Regions from separate parts of the Mus musculus genome. Here region 2 is linked to region 1. A link is a contact called in public promoter capture Hi-C data. All regions are on one chromosome and are shown on one strand. The core of a region is the stretch at or near the end of the contact, and the rest is flanking DNA. Distances in the headings are between cores, read along the strand shown.

Evidence for each region. Promoter capture Hi-C pulls out the DNA fragments that hold promoters and counts their contacts.
Region 2: a contact with region 1 is called in a promoter capture Hi-C map of the C10 cell line, with 3 times the contacts expected there. The contact joins the promoter of Hoxa4 here to the enhancer-like site in region 1. A contact is called at or near these places in 5 of 39 promoter capture datasets (the C10 cell line, embryonic stem cells, hippocampal neurons and 1 more), 4 of 115 datasets of contacts at active chromatin or transcription factors (differentiating embryonic stem cells, neural tube, pancreatic cancer cells and 1 more) and 1 of 9 other capture datasets (embryonic stem cells).

The regions. Positions count from the first base shown.
Region 1 is chr6:51,683,479-51,688,413 of GRCm38.p6, forward strand. No RefSeq gene overlaps it. Among named protein-coding and RNA genes, the nearest start is that of Gm38811, 25 kb to the right of the region's middle. Within about 2 kb of position 2,938, at least 9 of the 459 cell types and tissues checked have an H3K27ac peak or open chromatin away from gene starts, as enhancers often do.
Region 2 is chr6:52,188,165-52,193,471 of GRCm38.p6, forward strand. Hoxa4 (homeobox A4) reads right to left here and starts at 3,539. Exons shown (of 2, transcript NM_008265.4): 1 at 3,014-3,539; 2 at 1,518-2,524. The coding sequence starts at 3,524. The coding sequence ends at 2,178. All of the region lies in intron 2 of Hoxa3 (homeobox A3), which reads right to left. LOC115490409 (a long non-coding RNA gene) reads left to right here. Exons shown (of 2, transcript NR_168044.1): 2 at 4,361-4,896.

The DNA of each region.
Region 1 (4,935 bases), core at 1,688-4,187:
GTCCCTGAGTGGTCCCCGAGTGGTCACTTGTCTGGCAAGTGTGAGGCCTACATTTGATTCCCAGCAAGGAAATGAGGCAAGCCCTAAGGCAAGCAGGAGCTAAAATGTGAGGTCCAGAAAGTTTTCTTTTTTAAAATTAATTTATTTATTATTTAACATAAAGGAACTGTGGCCCAGGGAGTAGCACTGTTAGAAAGTATGGCTTTGTTGGAGTAGGTGTGGCCTTGTTGGAGGAAGTGCGTCACTGTGTGGGTGGGCTTTGAGAAGCTCCTCCTAGTTTCCTGGAAGCCAGTCTTCTCCTGTTTGCCAACAAGATGCTGGATTCTCAGCTCCTCCAGTGCCATGCCTGCCTGGACGCTGCCATGCTTCCCACCATAATAATAATAGACTGAGCCTCAGAACCCAAAAGGCAGCCCTACTGGAACGTTGTCCTTTATAAGAGTTGCCTTGGTCATGGTGTCGCTTCACAGCAATAGAAACCCTAAGACAGAAAAATTCTGCATGTTTCGATGCTTGTGAGTAAAAGAAAAGAAAAAGCCTTAAGCATATGGCTTCAGGAGGCAGAGGCAAGAGCTGGGGTGACAAATAGCTAGGCAAGGTCAGTGGGGGAGCAGTGGTCCCCACGTGCAGAAGGCCAGGTGTTGAGGTGGGCGGGGCCGAGAAAAAGATACATGTGATGGAGGGAGGGCAGGGGGTGAGGGCGGCTGCTGAGAACATGGTGAGGTAGAGGCTGGAAATCAGAGAGAGAGAGAGAAATGTGGGCAGTGGATAAGAAGCAAATGAAGTTTAAAGTGAGTTTAAATGCAAAGGTTCTAGTCTTTAAGAAGTGTAAATACCTCAGTCTTTACAAAAGCAGAAATAGCCCTTGGTCCCCGTTCCTATTTCCCCCATCAAATCACTTTTATCCCGCTCTACCCCGTTACCTTCCTCCTAACACGGTCTTTATAAACACTAAGCGAATTCAATGGAAAGAGATGAACAATTTTTAACTGTGTGCATCTTCTTTTCCAAATTCTCCAAGGATCCCCTTAAGTTAGAATTCAAACTCCAGCCAGGGTTCCTAGAGCTGTTGTCCCTGCACATACTAGCTGACTGTCCGCTGGTCCTCTGCAGAGGCCCCGCCCTCCTCCTGATGGGTTTTCCGTTCCAGCCAGCACCTGTGTAAGTCTTTGACCTGAGATCTCCACATCTTCTCCCCCCCCCCCCCGCTCCCCCCCCCCCCCCCCCCCCCCGCCGTCCTTTGCCTAAGCATCTGCCCTTCCTCTGATTTCTCCCTCCCCTGACAGCCCCGGCCTGCCTTCCTCAGCCTTTTTACGATGCTCCTGTAGCTAAACGGCCCTTTCACAGGGGTCACACATCAGATATCCTGCATACCACATATTTACCTCATGACTCATAACAGTGGCAAAATTACAGAGTTAAAGTAGCAACAGAATAACTTTATGGTTGGTGGTCACCACAACATGAGGAACTGTATTAAAGGGTTGGGGCGTTGGGAAAGTTGAGGACCACTGCACCAGGCAGAGTAGGCAGTGAACCCTGGTCTGTTTTCTGAGTGCTTTCCAGGGAGAGCTTGTTCCCTGCTTATGGTGGAAAGTTCTCCTTCCAGCATTAGATACTGCAAAATCTGCCACGATCCTCTCAAGACCCCCAAAGAAGGCAGGACTAGTAGTCTGTCCTCAGGCAGGCCCCAACTTCTGTCCTATGGTCCTGGCAATGCACATTTGCAAATCCCGTTATTTACAAAATGGACCCAGGTCAGAACAACCTGTGATTCTCCCCAGCCTCCCCTCTGCAGCTCTTCCAATGTTGCATGGGTTTAATGGGAGCTGAAGGCCTGCAAGGCAGGCTGGGTGTTGGTATTTCCTCCAGGAGAGTTGCTGGTGCAGGGAATCTTCCAACATCCTACAGCTGGCGGGGAGGTCACCGTATGGAGGCCTCTCTACCCCCTGGGTGGCATCAAATTGAGCCCCACACAGTTATTAGAGGCATAATGGGATTCATTTCAGCCAAGACTGCCTGGCTGGGACCAAGCTTATTTTAATTTTCAATGTTAATAAACTCGTGGCTAGTGCCTTCTCCAGGCCGATGTGTCCCACACACACCTCATTTCTCCTGCCCATTAGGCAATTACCAGCGGTGCCTCTGTTCCCAGCACCTCTTAACCATGGAGCAATTATGCTTATTTGGTGAAGGATGAGGGAGCTTGGGGGGGTAAATGCTGTGGTGTAGAACTTCCCTCCCACCATTATCAGGTGTGCTCTGTGCACCTCCCAGTGCTAAGAAAGGCAGGCTGAGACTCCCGTCTTTACAAAAGCAGAAATAGCCCTCGGTCCCCTCTTGAGTCCCTAGGCATGCCACCTACACCAGCCCCGGCTGCCTCATGCCTCCAGCTCTGCCCATTCAGCCTGGGAAATGAGCTGCTGCTGTCCTTCATTTATCTCGAAAAGGGGAAGTTTCCAATAGGTCTTAAGTGTGTGCTAATGCATCGCGAGTAATGATCCCTTTATTTACAGAGTTGTTTAATTCCTCACTTTTGTGCTCCTTGTGGATCTGAGTGGATTTTTCATTTACCAAGCTACTCCGTGATTTCCACAGCTCCTTAAACAACCCCGTCTTCTCCCACTTTCCTCTCAATCTGCTTGAAAGTGGAGCAAAGTGATTGCCCAAGGGCTTGGACTCAGCCACAAACTCTCCCTGGGTCTGAAGAATAGTTTTGTAGGAAGGGATAGTGAGGCAGGGTGTGTGTGCACCCTGAAGCCAGGACCAGAGTGTTAGCTCTGGACCAGGGAGCAAAGCCCTCACCCCAGGCCAGCACTGAGTTCCCCACTGCTCTGTGATGGCCTCACCCCACTCCATGGTCCTCCTCTGTCTGACCTGGTTACTCCCTAGTGCTTGTCTGTTTGTGCTCAGTGTCTCCAAGTCTCTGTCCTACTTGACAGGTTTTAATAACTTCCAACAACTTGTACCAACTTGTGCATAAAAGTCCTCTCAGCACACAGCAATTAGGGCCTCCTGGTTGAGAGATTTCCAAGCTGAAGTTTCACAGGGTTGGTGTGTCATGTTAGTGGTTTGCAACTGGTTAGTTTTTATTTATGTTGTGTGTGGGGGCGGGAGCAGGGGCACTTGAGTGCCGGGAACTTATGTGGAGGCCAGAGAAGGATTTCGGGCAGTCGGTTTCTCCTTGTGACCATGTGGGTCCTGCAGTTTAACTCCTGGTCAGGCTCAGTGGCTCAGCCTTTACCCACTGATCTATCTTTTTGTCTGCAGTTGTGTGTGTGGAGATAAGTTCTCAGTGTGTTGTAGAGGATGGTCTCAGCTGGGCTCTTTTACACTAGCCTCTGGGTAGTTGTGCTTATAGACACCCATTACCACACCTACATAGTAACTTGGTATTTTTCAGAGAAATAAAGAACGGCGCAGCCCAAGGAACATGAGAGAACACTGTGCTTGGTGACCTGGAGTTCTCTTTACTAGGGTCTTTCTTGAATTTGTTCTTTCTATAAATAACCACAGTCTCTAGTCTGTATAAAACTGTGATCTCAGGAGCAGATCTCAGTCGCCTGCTTCTGTCTCTGTCCGGTTGTAGACGAGTTTCCCACCCCTGGATTCAACCAGCCAGTGATCAAAGAAAACATGTATACCAAACATGTACAACTTTTTCTTATTATTTCCCATCAATCCAGTATAACAGCACATTTTATGCAGCATTTATCTTACAGTAGATGTAAGTAACCTAGAGATGATTTAGAGTACAAGATAGGATGCGTGCAGGCCATAGGAAAATGCATGACACCTTTTGCATAGGGAACCTGACTACCTACAGGTTTTGCGTATATAGGGTTCTGGAATGTGCCCTCGATGGACATCTCAGAACAGATACTCTTGCCCTGGCTCACAATACAAAATGTTTCTCTTGCCAAAAGGTGACTGTATGCCATTAGTTCCAGTGCTCCGGGAGGCAGAAGCAGGTGGATCTCTGTGAGTTAGAAACGGGCCTGATCTTCAGAACAAATTCATACACCAAAACCAACCAAACAAAACACCCAAAATGTATCTCTTACTCTACGTCCACATAAAGGATCTTGGGGAAACCCTGATGCGTTAGTTCCCGGCATAAGTCAGGACCCGTGCATCCCTGGACTATTTGGAGTCCTATTCCAGTCTCTAGTACTCTCAGTTGCACACTGCTTGCCCAAAAGGGTCCAGACAATGTGCTTTAAACATTGCTCCTGGAGTGAGGGCTTGAGAGATGGATGGCTCAGTAGCTAAGAACATCCCATATTCTTCCAGAGAACCCAGGGTGGGTTCCCAGCACCCTCATGGTAGCACACAACTGTCTGTAACTCCAAGTCTAGTGGATCTGACTTCCTTTCCTTACCTCCACCAGCACATACACGATACCCACGCATAGGTGCAAGCAAAGCCACATACACAGAAAACAGAACAAGCCAAACCAACTTTTTTCCAGCCCTCCTCCCTGGGGATGGTGCCCAGAGCCACATATCTGAAAGCAGGCAGCTGCAAGAGAAGCTTCGCATTGACTTAGGGGCATACATGAATATCAGGAGCTCCTGGTCAAAGATGATGGGCTTGAATCCTTTCAATTAAGCATTTGTGTGAAAACAGCCAGTGTCAGTAAGAAGCCACAGGCTGACAGACTACAACCAGTGTCGGTGGGAAGCTGCGGTGTGACAGGCTCCTCAGATTTTTTTCCTTTTATTGAAAATAGATTTTTTCCCTCACACAATATATCATGATTACACATTCCCTTCCTCTGCTTCTCTTACTTGCTCCTCAACTCTCTTCCACCAGATCCACTCCCTTCCCGTTCTTATCAGGAAAAACAAAACAAAATAAAACCAACCAACCAACCAACCAACCAACCAACCAAACAAACAAACAAACAAACAAACAAAAAACAAGAAAAGGCAG
Region 2 (5,307 bases), core at 2,289-4,788, 510 kb after region 1:
GAGAAAGCATTATTTACATTATCCCCCCCCCTCCTCCAAAGACTTTTCCCAGAGAATGCCTTTCAGAATTGCTGTTGAATTACAAAGAAGTATTTATTGTATGAGGTGATTAATGATTCCCGGGGAAATTGCTATTTTCAGTGTGATTTAATTTTGCTTTACAAGTGCATGTAGTGTGTGTGTGTGGGGGGGGGGCTAATAAGTTGTAGCAGCAGCTACATTGCCTCCAGAAATGCTTAGCTCCTGTTCACACCTTACAAAGCACACTTTATGCCTGGTCCTTCCTGGCTTGGGAAGGGGTGTGTACTCCTTCCCCATGAATTTTCTTGGCCTCTCAGAGACTAGAGCCCATTGCTTCTTTCTAAAAACTGGATTATCTATGGGTAGAGAAAAATTTCCCTGGTCTGAAGCATGGGTGGCTGAGCTTGTCCCACTAATGAAAATGGTTTTAAATCTCTTCTAACATTACAGAGTTAGATAAACATTCTCTCTCTCTCTCTCTCTCTCTCTCTCTCTCTCTCTCTCTCTCTCTCTCTCTCTCTCTCTCACATTTACTATAAAATCCCCCAAACTGCTCTGTTTCAAGGCCAGGTACATATTCAGTGTGTGTGTGTGTGTGTGTGTGTGTGTGTGTGTGTGTGTGTGTGATGCCTGAGCATCAAATTTCAACCATTGCACAAATACTAGAGTTACAGAGATTGAGAGATGAGTTTTCATGTTTTCAAAGATCTGGCTCTCTGGGAGTGCACAGTAACACCACAGAGCATTTGAGGAAAGTGGCCCAGATTAGTCTGGCTTCCTTCCAACAGTGAATTCTTCCAGACCTACCTTGTGTAGGGGTAGGGTGCATTTTAGGGTATCATTACGCTTCTGATTTCCTCCTAGGGTGCTTTGGAGAGTGTGGTGGGAAAGTTCACTTTACTCTATAAGCTCTTCTCAGAGAAGCAAACAAAAAATTCCCAAGCTGTGCTCAGCGCAAAGACCTTAAGACCAGCCAAAAACCAAAAGGCAAGCGCAACCCTTTGCATAAACTATTTTTTATCTCCAGGGAAACAGGCAGATGAAGTGTGAAGGTGCAGCAAACGCCAAGGGAATGCCTGTTTCCAAGTGTGCTCAGAGTTCAGCCTACAGAACAGCTGCAGAAGCTCCAGGCCTCTGCTCTGCAAGGTCTCACCTTTCACTGCAGGGACACACACGGTTCTATGCCTTACAGAGACTTGAAGCCTGAAAGCCTGGCCAAGTTTGGGAAGAAGAGGAGCCCTCTCAGGGCTCAAGAGCCTTCCCGCTTTTTGGAACACTTCCACAGTGGGTCAAGCTTGGCAAGAATTCAGACCAAGTTAAACACACACACACACACACACACACACATTGTGAGTGTGCTTAGAATGTGACCCCAGCTCACCCTGTCTACAAGGCTTCTGCGCACTAGGTCAAGTATCTCAACCAAGAGGAGGCTTGGGGTAGTTTGGTTTGGTTTGGTTTTTAAGCTTAGAACACACACAAATCTGTCTCTTAGGTTTTTAATGTCTTATAAACTGAAGTTTATTCTTAGCACATTCCTCTTTATACAACCATATCTCTCTGTACAGTTGTAAGTGAGTCTAAATGCATTTCCCTCTCCCCAACGCTGTGCCCCAGTATAAGACAACAATATCTCTCTAACAGTATCTTAAATAAATGCAAGGAGAGGAAACTACATGCCACACCTACCATCAAGGTCTACACACTTTGAAAATTAAATAATCTGGTGAGGTCCACAAAGTCTACTCAGTAAAGCTCATGTGAGCTGCCTTAACGCAGAAGAGGAAGGAAGGTTAGAAAGCTGGGAAGCTGGGAACCGGCCTGCTTCTTCTGCATACAAGTACATGTCCCCAGTCAGCACGTGCTGTCTGGCTGACTCAAAGGTAGTCGATGGCCAGTGCTTTCTTACAGGTGTCCAATCCTGGCAAAGTTGTCCAGGTCAGCAGGTTGTTCCACTAAGCAGTAACGAGGACGAGGACAGACGTCCTCTTGGAGGGGTCACACCAACCAGGGATAATGTCTTCTTTTTGGTTATGGTTTCCAGCAAGTTGGATTTTGTTTTGGTGTCTCGGGTTTACTTAGGGAAGAGCAGATGAGGACAGGAGCAGGAGATGAGTAGGGCACATAAGTGAGAGAAACTGATCCAGGTCTCTAGATTATATGGAGGAGGGAATGGGTGTGGAAGCACCAGGGAGAGGGTGGGGATGGGGGTGTGGGCTGTGAGTTTGTGCTTTCCCAGGCGGGCCGGCAGGGGCCGAGGCAGTGTTGGAAGATCGCATCTTGGTGTTGGGAAGTTTGTGGTCTTTCTTCCACTTCATTCTCCGGTTCTGAAACCAGATCTTGACCTGGCGCTCCGACAAGCAGAGCGTGTGGGCGATCTCGATGCGGCGCCGCCGGGTCAGGTAGCGGTTAAAGTGGAATTCCTTCTCCAGTTCCAAGACTTGCTGCCGGGTATAGGCGGTTCGAGAGCGCTTAGGTTCGCCTCCGTTATAACTGGAGTTGACTGAACACCAGAACCCCGAAAGAGAAGGCCAAAGAGGAAGAAGTAGAAGAGGAGGAGGGGAGGAGAGAGGAGATAGGGTGGGGAAGAGCAATCGGACATCATCATTATATAATAACCTGACACCAAGTTCACACAAGATACATAAAAAGGCAAAGAAAATGTTTCACAGGCTATTGACAACGGGAAACACCCGAGAGCCATAAAGAATGGTGCTGGGCTTTGGGGCTGAAGAAAAGCTTCAAAGACACATGGCCGGGAGCCTCTGCCAGGGCAATTAAATTTATGGGGGCTATAATTACTGCCCTAACAGTTTGGCGTCTCGTAAATCTCAGGATAAAGGGACCCTGGGTACAAAAGGGTTCTCACGTTAGGACCAGGCTGCGGGCGGCGCGCACACACCCACAGCCAAAGCGCCGGCCAGATGGGGGTCCCCTCCCGCGCCCTGCCCCGCGCCCCCACGCCCGCTGCCCTCCCGGCGGCGCCACATACCGGCGCTCACGTGGATCTTCTTCATCCAGGGGTACACCACCGGCTCCTTGCCCTTCGGGCCCGCCGGGCCCTGGTCCGCCAGCAGCAGCGGGCACGCGGGGGCGCTGCCCCCCGTCGCGACAGCCGGGGTGGTGGGGCCGGGAGCGCAGTGCCGAGGGGGCGCGGGGGGCTGCGGGGCCGGGCTGGGGTGCGCGCCGGGGGCCGGGGACTGCTCGGGTCGCGCGGGGCTGGCCCCGCGGCAGGCGTAGGGACAGGCGGCGGCGGGCGCGGGGTACAGGCCCCCGGGGTAGCTGGGCTCGCGCGCCCGCGGCGCGTAGTAAGCGGGGGGCTGGCGGGCCGCGTGCGGGTTCGGGGCCGGCAGGTGCGGGGCGCTCTGGGGCCGCGGGTAGCCGGGACCCCCGCCCACGGCGCCGTCCCCACCGCCCGGGCCACCGTGCGGGGCGAACTCCTCGAAAGGAGGGAACTTGGGCTCGATGTAGTTGGAGTTTATCAAAAACGAGCTCATGGTCATTAATTTGTGAAGTGCAAAAATACTAATTTTTCTCGCGGTGTCGTTTTTCTGCGCTCGCCGAGGCCCCTCCCCCTCTCGCCGCGCTTCCCATCCCCCCCCCCCCCCCCCCCCGGCCCCGGCGCCCGCCCCTCCCCCCGCTGTCAAACGACTGCCCCTCCCCCTCCCGCCGTCGCCGCCGCCGAAGTCCGCGCCGCTCCTCCCCCGCCCGCGCGCGCTCCCCGTGGCCCTGCGCGCCCCGCCCCCGCGCCCCACGTGCTGCGATCCGGCCAATGGGAAATCCGCGCGCGCGGACCCGGATCAGGAAACGCGCGGGGGATGCGTGATGGATGCTGCTAGCCTTCAGGGTGGGAGAAGCGAGCTTGGGTTCCTCGGGCCCCCCAACTTGGGTTCCGGCTGAGAAGTTGGGGCCTGTTAGACTGCGGGTCCTTTCGAGCCCTGTTCCTGCCCACGTCTGTCCTAGGCCTCTGGGCAGCTGGTCGCCACGACTCAGCGCCGATCTCCAGTCCAACCAGGCTTCGGGTGGTCCTCCGAGGGTTCGAGGCCCTCCAGGAGAGGGAAGGGCACTGGGACCAAGAGGCAGACCCTGGCTTTTTATCCTAGCTCTGGAATAAAACGAAGGAGGCCTACGGACCCATTTTTCTCGCCCTTTGATTCTTTGTCCACGCCCTACACATCCACCCGGCTGTTAGGGAGTCCCTGCTTTGCGAAGCCAGGGCTGGAGCTGCACAGGGAGGATGGGTAGAAGGGCCGCTGAACAAGCGGGTCAAGGAAGTACAGCAAGCGAGGGCGATCCACTAAAACCTCGTGGATACTTATTTTTACTTTTTTTCTTTCAGACGCAGAATTTGTACATTATTTTTTCATTTAAAGACTTGGAACCTTCCTATATTGCAGTTGATGGAGGTGCTGAGGAGAGCTAAATGTGCCTCCTTTATTAGGCGCTATTGTGAGACCTCCACCCCAGAGTGGGAAGAGAGACGACGCCTGCACAAAACCCGGCTTCGAATCCAGTAACTTCGCGTTTCAGAACAATCACCAAACAAAAACAAGTTTGAGATACAATAAGACCCTGCCTGGTCTAATTGTCAATCGGTCTTTTCTAACTTTTCCCTCCCTTCTCCTTTTGGATGCTGTTTCCTCGTGCAGGATCTAAACCAAGGGCTATATTTACAGACCAGCCCGCGATTGCTGAAAAATTAGCATTTTAACGATATCAGTAGCTCTGGAAAGGAGAGAGAAGGGACTGTTGCCTGCCATTTGGTAATTGAAATTTGATGGGTAAACTAATTATGCCATTATTATTAACAAATAAATTACTTATTAATTCCACCTAATGTTGATCTTTGAAGTAAATACTGATGCCTCACTCGTACCTGGAATTGTGCTCTTTCTTTCTTCTGAATAGCAGACACGCCTAGATCCTTTGCATGATGGTAAAGCAGTGCAAACTATCACCGCCATTCTAAAAAATAACTCTCCTCTGGGTATGCAAAGCAGTTTCCGTTGGTGCACCTTGCTGATTTTTCAGAGAGCAGGATAGAACAACGGCCTTCTCAAACGCAGACCAGGAAAGTTATAACCCAAGCCTAGAGACACTTCAGAAAGAACATCCATTCTATCTTCATTCATATCTGTTACTCACTTGAGCTACTAAATACTGGGATATATCCTATTTGATAGATAGTCATTTAATGCTTAGACACATGAAGACTATTATTGAGACTAATCTTTAAAGTAATTTAGGGAAAGAGGTTAAAAAAAGGATCATGTTAGTTTCTTATTG